Linked DNA regions of Mus musculus: region 1 is linked to region 2. A link is a contact called in public promoter capture Hi-C data. All regions are on one chromosome and are shown on one strand. Each heading gives the region's core, a stretch centred on a gene start, on an enhancer-like site or on the middle of the called end of the contact. The rest is flanking DNA. Distances are from core to core; before and after follow the strand shown. Region 1 holds the start of Pex10 (peroxisomal biogenesis factor 10). Region 2 holds the start of Lrrc47 (leucine rich repeat containing 47).

The links. Promoter capture Hi-C pulls out the DNA fragments that hold promoters and counts their contacts.
Region 1: a contact with region 2 is called in a promoter capture Hi-C map of embryonic stem cells, with 2.2 times the contacts expected there. The contact joins the promoter of Pex10 here to the promoter of Lrrc47 in region 2. A contact is called at or near these places in 1 of 39 promoter capture datasets (embryonic stem cells), 1 of 15 datasets of contacts at CTCF or cohesin (large pre-B cells) and 4 of 484 Hi-C or Micro-C datasets (the G1E-ER4 cell line and the HL-1 cell line).

Annotation. Positions count from the first base shown.
Region 1 is chr4:155,064,649-155,069,818 of GRCm38.p6, reverse strand. Pex10 (peroxisomal biogenesis factor 10) reads right to left here and starts at 2,789. Exons shown (of 6, transcript NM_001042407.1): 1 at 2,645-2,789; 2 at 1,916-1,996; 3 at 750-1,156. The coding sequence starts at 2,750.
Region 2 is chr4:154,010,274-154,015,575 of GRCm38.p6, reverse strand. It overlaps Lrrc47 (leucine rich repeat containing 47), which reads right to left and starts at 3,773. Exons shown (of 7, transcript NM_201226.1): 1 at 3,140-3,773. The coding sequence starts at 3,760. Gm31566 (a long non-coding RNA gene) reads left to right here and starts at 4,315. Exons shown (of 8, transcript XR_391010.4): 1 at 4,315-5,181.

The sequences.
Region 1 (5,170 bases), core at 1,540-4,039, 1.1 Mb before region 2:
CTAGATGACTGCTTGGGCAGGTTTTGCTTTATCTGGCAGTATGGAAGGAAGTTAAGGCCTGAGACCAGACTATGGGTGTGTCTATAATAAGTGAGTGTGGGAGGAGCGCACTGGCTGGAGGGAGAGGGGAGAGGTGGCATTTGATCCCCTGACAGGTGAGGTAGGTGGTGAGGATGGAGGTGATACCAGGGCGAGGTCTTTGGTGTGACAGGATACAAGGGCACTGGTAGGAAACTAGGGTTGAGGCAGGGGACTGCCAGAGGCAACAACAAGGTCAGTATGGACTGTTGTGTGGCCAGCGCTGTGGTGAGGCGATGTACTCACTCTAGGACCAAACCCTCAGATCTTGCCTTTCTGTTAGGGCTCTGGATGGTGATGAACAGGGCCCTCTGCTGGCAGGGATGCATGGGAAGGCCAGCCTCTGGGCTAGAACCTGCACTCCACACACTTCTCCAAACAGTGAAATGGACACAGCCACAGGCCCTCTGCCGAGGCCAGACCTGGCCACTCAGTCACCCGCCCACGCACCCAAGTCTGCTGCCACCTTCAGTCTGTGGGAACTGGATTTCTTTTCCTTTTCCTGGGCTTTCTTGGAAAATAAAACTGAACTCCGCTCTTTCCCAAGTACAGAATTTCGATTGCAACTTGGAAGCAGAACACTTGGCTGCGATCATGTCAGCATGGGTCCCCAAGTATGCTGCTCAGAGGATCCCTGCCTGAATATCAGTCCCCTTGGCATGGCTACTTACATACGTGATCCCTGCTAGTCTCTTGGCCAGGTGGTAGAAGGTACCATGAATATAAAACCAAGCCACGTGGAGCCGATGGAGGCAGGCGAAGCCCTGTCTCAGGATGAAGACTGCCCGCTGGAGGGCCTTCCTCTGTTGTTCAGTCAGGGTGGCTGCGTGGTGACGCACCCAGCGCCGTGCCCCTGATCGGCTGCGTCCTCCAGGTAGCAGACTGCCCTGTGAAGCCCGGGGAGCATCGCCATCGGCTTGCAGCTCCTGCTCCAGGGGCAGCAGTGCCTTGTCTAGCAGGTAGGGCAAGACAGCATGCAGTGCAACCAGCGCTGCACGGCGGAGCCTGGAGGGCACACGCTGCTGGGATGGGTCCACTTGGATGATCCCAACGTACTCCTCCCCAAGGGTCTGGTAGCCTGAGGATTAATACACAGTGATGAGGGTCCAGGGACAAGTTTCCGGGCCAGCCTGTGTCGTCGTCCCCCCTCCAGCCTCACCAGTCACCCTGAGACCTAGCCAAGGCCAGCACAACTTCTTGTTAAACCCACTGTGGCCTTGCTGTGATTTCACCATGTCACAGAGACGGCCACTCTGGAATGGGCCTTGCATCTCCTGTTGGTTCCTACTCCCTTAAGTCTTTATTCTGTTTTCCAGTCCTTCCTCTGCTGAACTCATACCCCTGTCCAAGTGATGGGATCCGATCTTGTGGCTTTCTACCTTCTAGATGATGGCTGAGTCCTAAGTATCAGGCATACATACCACTGCTTACCTGACGCTGTCACATGGAGTCAGAATAAAAAGCCCCCAAGCCTACCCATGGCTTGCAGCTAGCTTCTAGTACTCCACCATGCAGACGATGAATCCTGACTTCCTGTTCCTGAGGCCAGCCCTGTGGAGTACCTTGTGATCTTTCCATGTGTCTCACCATGACCCTGCTCGTACCCTTCCCCCCACTCGATAGCCTCTTCCTTTTTATCTGCCTCGTACCCCATAAATGGAAAAGCCCATCCTGCTGAGAGAAAGTCTGGGGCAGTGAGTGCCCTCTGGCCAGTATCTTCCTTCCCGGAAACAGAGACTAATGCAGGTGATTTCCAGGAGCCTTCAAGCATCCCCTCCAGACCTGGGTGGGTTGTGGGCCCCTCAGTGCCCAGGACCTGCCGAGCACAGACAGCTACCTGCAATTGTGGTGAGGCCAAAGTAGGCTATGTCCGAGAGCAACTCGATCTCTTTCCTCCATTCCAGCCATTTCTTTGCACCTGAGAGAAGAAAAATATTAGCTCTAGAGAGGTGAAGTGGTTCTCTTAAGATGACTCCCAGCCGGGTAGTGGTGGCACACGCCTTTAATCCCAGCATTTGGGAGGCAGAGATTTCGAGTCCAGACTGACCAGAGTGAGTTCCAGGACAGCCAGGGCTACACAGAGAAACCCTGTCACTCCCGAAGGGCAGGTAAAGTCCAAGTCAAGTCACTCCTAAGACGACCCTCAACAACTCGTCTCTCCCTTCACCTCCTCTGCTGCCCTTGGTGACCGGAATGTCTCCGAGACGAAGACCGCCTCTTAAGAAGCCCCGACTGTAACTGTCTTGAGTCAGGTACTGTCCTAGAGACATGGAGCCCAGGAAAGTCTAGGTAGTGCTAACAACATAAGCCAGAGGCGACCTGTTTAGTATCAAACCTCGGCTCTCTGAAATCCCAAATCCCTGCCTGTGTGATCCACGTGTCTACCTATGAGAGTAATGACGTTAGGTCCACCCTGTAGGGGCGTCTGGAGAATAAATGGGCAAATGCTTGAGAAACACTAAAGCAGAGACCTGCAATGTGGTCAGCAGTGTGTACCTCTGTTTTGATCCCCGCTTTCCAAGCAAACTCTGGAGCTGCCGCCTGTCTGGGTGCCCGGAACGCTCACCCGCTAGGCTGTGCAGCGCTTCACCCGCCGCGCTCCGCAGGCCTCCCAGGTAGTACTCGTCCTTCTGCGCTGCCCGGATCACTTCAGGGGCACCCGCCCGCGCCATGGCCCGAATCGCAGAGCTCGCACCGCGCCTGCGCACCTCGTGGGCGGGGCCTGTGACGCTCGACGTGCGTCCGTCGTGGGGCTGAGGCTGCGAACACCACGCGGGCGAAGGCGGAGCCTAGGCGTGACATCTGTGGAGGCGGAGTAGTGGGCGTGTCCACGACATAGGGGTGGGGCTACCCGGGGAGGGGTGTGGTCTGTGCTTGGAGGGTGAAGCGGCACAGTGAAGTGGCGGGTAATGACAGGGAGGAGGTAGATACCTAGTGGGTAGGACCCCCGAGAAAGCTCAGCCTCGCAGATGTGTTTTTGGCCTGATTCAGGTTCAGTTTTCTGGCAGGAGGTACGTGTCTCTGGGCTGCAAAAGTGGATCTTTTGGGATAGCCACGTGATTCCAACGGACTGCTGAAGGCTCCAGTTGTTGGAGTTCCTCCCTGCCCATGCCCTGGTTTCTTCAGCTTGGGTTGGGCAATCCCAGATAGCACCTTTGACCACTGCTAGGAGGCAGTCACGGCTCATGCAGAGGCATGAACTTCTAGCCAAATCAAATGTGACAGTTTGAAATGTAGATTCTCTGAAGGCCCAAGGCCGCTTGTGCTGGAAGACTTTTCAAACTTGGAAGCTCATTTCTACCATAACCATGGGGTATGGCCTGTTCTAAGTGTCCCCGCCTGGACTGCTCCTTACACGCGACTGCTTTTTTGCATTCTCTTCTCTCAGCCATGGGGAACAAGACCAGAAACACTATTCAAGTATCTGTTGTTCTCAGGGATACGGCCTAAGTAAGCGTCTCTCTCCGTGGGCTTAAATCCTAGGCACAGCGGTGCCTTGATCCTCAAGTTCTTCCTTTGTGGGCTCTCAAGGATTCTTCCTATGGGACAAAACCCAAGATGGCCAGCAGGTGGAGCTATCAGCCCATCTTTTCTACTAGCTTGGGCTGCTAGAGCTTGTTAACCCAAACAGATCCTGCACAGATCAGGGAAACAAGAGGCTTTTCAGTGAGGAGAGAAAGTGGAAGGGCAAGATGAGTAGTGACATCATTGTAGATCAGTTCTCTGGATTCTCGGATGACCATGTGGCCTGGAGTCCCCCTTTGCTTCAGTGTTTCAGGGTTCCAGAACTCTGCGGTGGAGGTAGAGCGAGAGCTCTTGCTTACGGAAGGGGCATACGGCCCTTGCCACCTCCCACCCCTTGCCTTCTGAAGCACAAGGATCCTAAGACTGAGCCTTGTGACTTTCTCCTTGTAAACTCTTCCTCCTGCTTCAAGGATGGAGGACAGAAAGGCCAGGCTCCTGTTTCTCTGTGTAGCCCTGGATGTCCTGGAACTCACTTTGTAGACCAGGCTGGCCTCAAACTCAGAAATCTGCCTGTCTCTACCTCCCAAGTGCTGGGATTAAAGGTGTGAGCCACCACTGCCCAGCTCAACAACTAATTCTAAAGTCATACACGCTGTGGGTTTTGTTGTCCTGCCTGATGTCGTTTGCCAGCTCTGGCCACTCTGTTTTCTTTTTTTTTTTTTTTTTCTTAAAGATTTATTTATTTATACGTAAGTACACTGTAGCTGTCTTCAGACACTCCAGAAGAGGGAGTCAAATCTCGTTAAGGATGGTTGTGAGCCACCATGTGGTTGCTGGGATTTGAACTCCGGACCTTCGGAAGAGCAATCGGGTGCTCTTACCCATCTCACCAGCTCCTAAAAAACTCTTTATTTTTATGTTTGTGAGTACATTGTTGCTCTCCTCAGACACACCAGAAGAGGGCATCAGATCCCACTACAGATGTTTGTGAGCCACCATGTGGTTACTGGGATTTGAACTCAGGACCTCTGGAAGAGCGGTCAGTGCTCTTAACCACTGAGCCATCTCTCCAGCCCCACCACTCTGTTGTCTAACTCTATTAAGTTAAATTATATTTATTGTGTTTGTGTTGTACGCATGTGTATATATTCATGTTTGTATATGTGTGGGCATATGTGGATATGTGGCATGCATAAGAGTGTGTGTGTGTACGCCTGCAAGTGTGGAGTCTGGCAAGGACGATACCTGGTATCATCTTGGATTGCTCTTCCACCTTCTTCTTTGGAGCAGGTCTCTGAATCAAAACCAGGACTTACCCACATGGCTAGTCTTATCAGCTAACTTACTCTGGGATCCTCCTTCCACGGTTGAAATTTCAGGTGGGTCACCTCACCCATCAGATGTTTATGTGGGCTCTCTGGATCTGAACTCTGCTCTTCATACTGGGGCAACAAGCATCCTATCCGCTGACCTCTGTAGCCAGCCCTATCTGAGAAATTTGTAATATAGTTCTGCTGGTAGGGAGGCCAGAGACAGTAAGCCAGGACCTTGGGGAGGCCTGGGAACTGGGAGGGGATTGCCCAGCAGGTGGCTCCATTGCACCTGCTCTGTGCCCTCCCCCACCGCC
Region 2 (5,302 bases), core at 2,524-5,023:
CAGGTGACAACACTGAGAAGAGTCGGGACAGCCAGGCCTGCCCACTGGTTACTTGCATGGCCACAGCTGCCTGCTGCCATGCCCCTCCCCCTCCTTGGTTCACAGAGGCAGCCAATTCAACACGTCAGGCCTACAATTACAATACCAAACATTCAGACCTATCAGCAGGCTAGGGAACAGACCAGGACCCCTTCCAGTCTCAAACAGGCTCCCCAAATGGTGTCCAGCTATCGCTTCAATGTAATGACAAAAAAGAGCGATACCAACAAACCCTGTCCCCACACCAAGCATGACATCACCAGGGGTACATGGCCCCATTGCTGTCTTTCATAAGATGAGGGTGGACTGGAAAGAGGTAGTAGTGTTCATACCACACACACAATGCCCAGGGGTCTGTGGGAAAGAGCTCCCTGCCGCTAGACAAATGTGCTGCTTTCAACGCAGTGGAAGGGTGTGCAGCCCTATAACCATAAACATCCCTTTCTCAGGTGGTGGGGACTCTGGTCTGCTTTATTTTTTGCTCTTATATCGAGCACCGCTCTGGAGGAACCAGGGAGAGGTCTACAGCGACCACAGGTGACACCTCTGCTCTCAGACACAATCTGTGGCAGTTGAGTCCTAGGAACCTGGGTGTGGAACGAGGATGGCCGTACAGGCCTGACTGCTATGACACACGTCTCTCTGGATGGTGCAGCTGCTCAGCCTCTACCTCTGAAGCAAGTGAGAAGGAATCAAGCCATCAGGCTACTTGGTGTGGAGAAGACACAGGACACAGGGGCTCTGTCCATACCACCAAGGTATAGCAGGAATTCAGGAGGCAGAGGACAACTATAAAAGCTAAAGGAGAAAAGCATGAAAAGGAGGGACCCGGCCCTTGTGGGGAAGAGGCCAGATAACAGCAATGCCTGATAGGTGAATGCAAGGCAGGTTACCCTGCAGGGGAGTCACCAGGAGCAAGCTCATCAGGTGTCTCGGTGTGCTGACTCTCACTGCGACCTGCCACATAAAGTTGGACTGGCATTTTCTATGGTGCAGTCATCAGCCTCAGATGAGTCTGGGTCTCAGATCTGTACCCCATGCCACGCCCAACACCAGGTCTTCACAGATCCACTTCCACTGGAGGCAGAGCCTACCCTTTCAGGACCTATCTGGTTCCCAAGTAACTACTCTGAGGACCACTGTGACATTATCAGGAACCAAGTAAGGGGGGGCGGTGTCTGAGCCAGACTAGCAAACTTTCTTCCCAACCCTGTGAGGTCACCAGCCCAGAGGACCTAGCTCTCCAAAAGCATGACCGATGACATGGGCCTTATTTGACAGTAGGTCTGCAACAGCCTGTCTGTAATTCTGTGGATTCTGAGCTTCTGTACTCCCTTGAAGGACTTCTGTGAAAATGCCCTCCCTTGACTACAGTGGGATCAAAACACACTTGTCAAACACTGGGTTGAATGACATGCTTCTGCTCCCACTGTTAAGATGCAATCTACTGAAGACCTGGGGGAGAAATACGCAGAAGGGGGCAGCGGTGGGGCTGAGCCTCAGAAAGAGCCCTTAGGGAGGGGATCTTCCAGGGATACCATCTGACAAGGGCGGGTCAGAGCAGGAAGCAACAATCCCAATGCCAGTTGAGCATCTCCCTGGGGCCCTGTGAGGACAGCAGCAAAGGTGAAGAGTGAGTCGAAGAGAGGCAGGTGGGTCTTGCCACACAGAGACACAGGGTGAAGCGTCCTGGTGAGAAAGGTGATGCTTGCCCATGTTTACCCAGCCCTCAGTGCCTAGAGCGGCAACCTTGTCATGGGAGTGGGGCCAGGGTCCAAGGTGTGATGGGCAAGCACAGACGTGAAGCCTTTTGGGCCCTCCGGGGGGAGGGGGGGAGAGGCAATACCACCAAAAGGTGAAGCAGGGCGGATGTGCCAGCCTCCTCCCAGTGCCCACGGGACTGCTGTGCTTGGCCGGCTGTATGCCTTGCAGGGTATATACGCTCAACACCTTACATCAGAACTTCCAGGAGAACACAAACCCCAGCCAGTACAGTGACAACCAGGGCTGCCTCTGCTGGGAAAGGGATCACAGCATGGTGGTGAGGGCCAAGTGAGACACATGCAAGGGGCTTCAGTCTCAGAAACCACAGCACGTCAATGGCTGATACAAAGACATGCACCATATTGAACAGTCATCAGCCTTCTGGCAAACCAATATATCTACTACATAGGAAGGCAGAACAGTGTACAGCCTGTGTCATACCCAAGCCATGGGGACACCTGTAACATAGAGGGCCAAGGTACCTCAGGGAGTATCATCTTGTAGACTCGCTGGCCTATCTCTCCACACCCCCACCCCGAGAAAGCAAGAGCGAGAGCGAGGAGGGAGGGACAGGTGTCTTAATTAAACACACACACACACACACACACACACACACACACACGAATACTAGCAAGGTGAGCTCTGATCTCTCAAGAGCAAATTTCCTTGCCAATCCATCATTAGGAAAGGGCTGCATAAACTCAAGGATGAGAAGACACACAGGCTGGCGCTACCAAGAATACAAAGGGTAGGGGGTGTGATGGAGGGGGTGTGGTAGGGGAACTGACATGGCCAGATGACAGGACTGGACTGTGGAGATCCTAGAGTGGAGTCAGGTCAGGTTGTGGCTTTGCATCTTCTGCCTTCTCACCCCTCACTCAACACACAATGAGCACCTGGTGGGCGTCAGGCACAACGGGAGCCTGGGACCACAAAGAAGCCAATCTCTTACACAAGGCAGCCCCGAAGAAAACTCTAGGTGTGCTGTTGGCTTTGGGTAAGCACTTCGGCTCTCTATAAAACGGAAGCCATGATCCCGCCCACTGAAGGCTGTTGTTATGCGTGATTTTGTGCCTTGTCTGGACGCTCCGCCATTTGGAAACCCAATCAGTTACGCACACGCACACACGCGCGCCACACCTGGCTCTCTGCTCTTGAATTTCTTCCCACATGAGAAGTCTAACATTGATAGCAACTTTTAAACTGCCACACGTCCAGAGACCTCTGAGCTCGCAGGTCTGAGAACTGAGAGGAGACGGACCGGTTGCGGGGGCAAAGACATCCTCCAAGGAGGGACAGCAGGGCGCGCGTCTCCCTCCCCTCGGGTCCCACTGACCTTGAGCGAGGCAAGATGCGCGATGTCTGGGCTGAGCTCCCGCAGGCAGTTGTCGGCAGCTGCCAGCTCACTGAGCAGGGGCAGAGCTCCTGGCCGGAAGAGCTCGGGGGGAAAGGCGTCCAGGCGGTTGCCGGTGAGATTGAGGCTCTGCAGGCGAGGGGCGCAGCGCGCCAGGTCGGCGGGCAGCTCGCGCAGGCGGTTGCCGCTGAGGTTGAGGCTCTGCAGCTGCGGTAGTCCGGGGGGCTCGGCGGGGCCCAGGCCCTCGCCGGGCGGCAGCGTCTCCAACGCGTTGCCGGACAGGTCGAGGACGCGCAGCGCGGGCAGCGGCCCCAGCTCGGGGCTCAGGCCCGGCCCCAGCGCGTTGCGCCGCAGCACCAGGCTGTGCAGCTGCGGGAGGCCCTGCGCGAGGCCGGGCCCCGGCGCGCGCAGGCTGCCGCAGCCGCTCACCTCCAGGTAGTGCAGCAGCGGCAGCGTGAAGAGCCGCGGCGGAAGCCGCCCGCCCGCCGCCTTCACCCGCTCCTCCAGCCCGGGCCCGGTCAGCAGCAGCTCGCGCCGCCGCTCGCGCTCGGCCAGCTCCAGCTCCGGCCAGGCCTCGGACACGGCCATCGCCGCCGCCGCCATCGCGCCGCCCGTGCGCCGCTTCCGGAGTGCGGCGCCACACTTCCGGCGGGAGCCGGAAATGACCATAGAGAGAACACGCGCTCGCCAGAGAGTCTGGACGCAAGGGGTTTGTGGGACGGGTGTGTGGGGCGGCTCTGTTTTTAGCCTCAGCTTCACACTGGCTGTGTAGTGTGGCTGCGTGGAGTCCCACAGGTTAGGTGGTCACCTTTCCCACCCCCCAGATACCAACTAAAGACACGATTATTCTGGGGTTGTAGCTTAGTTAGTAGAGCGCTTGTTTGGCATACATGAAGCTCTGTTTGATTCCCAGCACAGTGTAAATGGGGCATGGTGGTGCACACACCTGTCATCCCAAGCGCTCAGCTGGTCGAGGGTTAAGGTTAAGGAAGGAATTCACTAGCCGGGCAGTGGTGCCTTTAATCCCAGCACTTGGGAGGCAGAGGCAAGTGGATTTCTGAGGCCAGCCTGGTCTACAGAGTGAGTTCCAGGACAGCCAGGGCTATACTGAGAAGCCCTGTCTCGAAAAACAAAACAAAACAAAACACAAACAAAGGAGCTTGACTTTATAGCAAGTTTGAGGTCAACCTGGGCGACTGAGACCATATTTAAAAAATAATAAAACAGGCAACAAGAAAGATTTAATTAATATGGTATACTGGAACAAGGGGGAAAAAAAGATAAAGGGCTCCAGAGCGCCCCCGTCCCCAGGTTTGTCTTCAAGGTACATAAGCCTTGGGACAGGCAACAAGAGGTAGTCCAGTTGGTAGAAACATGTCAGCCTAAGGCTCAATCCCCAGTACTGGGGGTTGGAGCAGTCCCGGGCCAGGGTGTGATCCAACCACCTTATGTTTTGGTTTTGTAAGGTAGTCGCAGAGGTTGAAGTTGTTTTATCTTCGGTCTTCCTTAGAAGACAGAGCTAACACGTTTCCATAGGTACTAATTAATGCTCCAGGATGAGGCCCTGTGGTTAGAAGTAATGGGCCAGGACAAACTCACTGCATTGCAACTGGAATGCACTTGGCATTAAGATAGTATAGAAGGCAGGCACATCTGTGGAGCCTGGATTATGATTAATAATCTTATTTGTGGCTTGCTAGGAACTATGCAGGAAAACCCAGCCAGGGTGACTGGGGGCAGGAGACACTTGTGGTGCTTATGGCTCAGGATGGCTGCAGTTATGTAGAGCATAACCCATGCAAATAGGAAGGCCCCACACACCATCACGGGTCTTTAAAAGAGAAGCAGGAGAGAAGGGAGCAGAAAGATGAACAGTGACAGCTTCAGACTGGAGTTGCTACAGAGACAGCCACAGAGATTTGGAAAAGACAAGCAAATGGATTCTCCGCCAGGAAGGAATGGACCTCATGCGTGTCTTAGCCTACGAAGACCTGTACCAGACCTCGGCGCAACAGGACTGTAAGGTGAAGCCTTTGTGGTGTGGGAAGCCAGTGGGAACTAACTTGCCAAGGCAGCATTGGGAAGTGCTGTTGTATATTCAGAAGCAATTATACTCTCCCCATCTTGGGTTTTAGACTGGGCTGA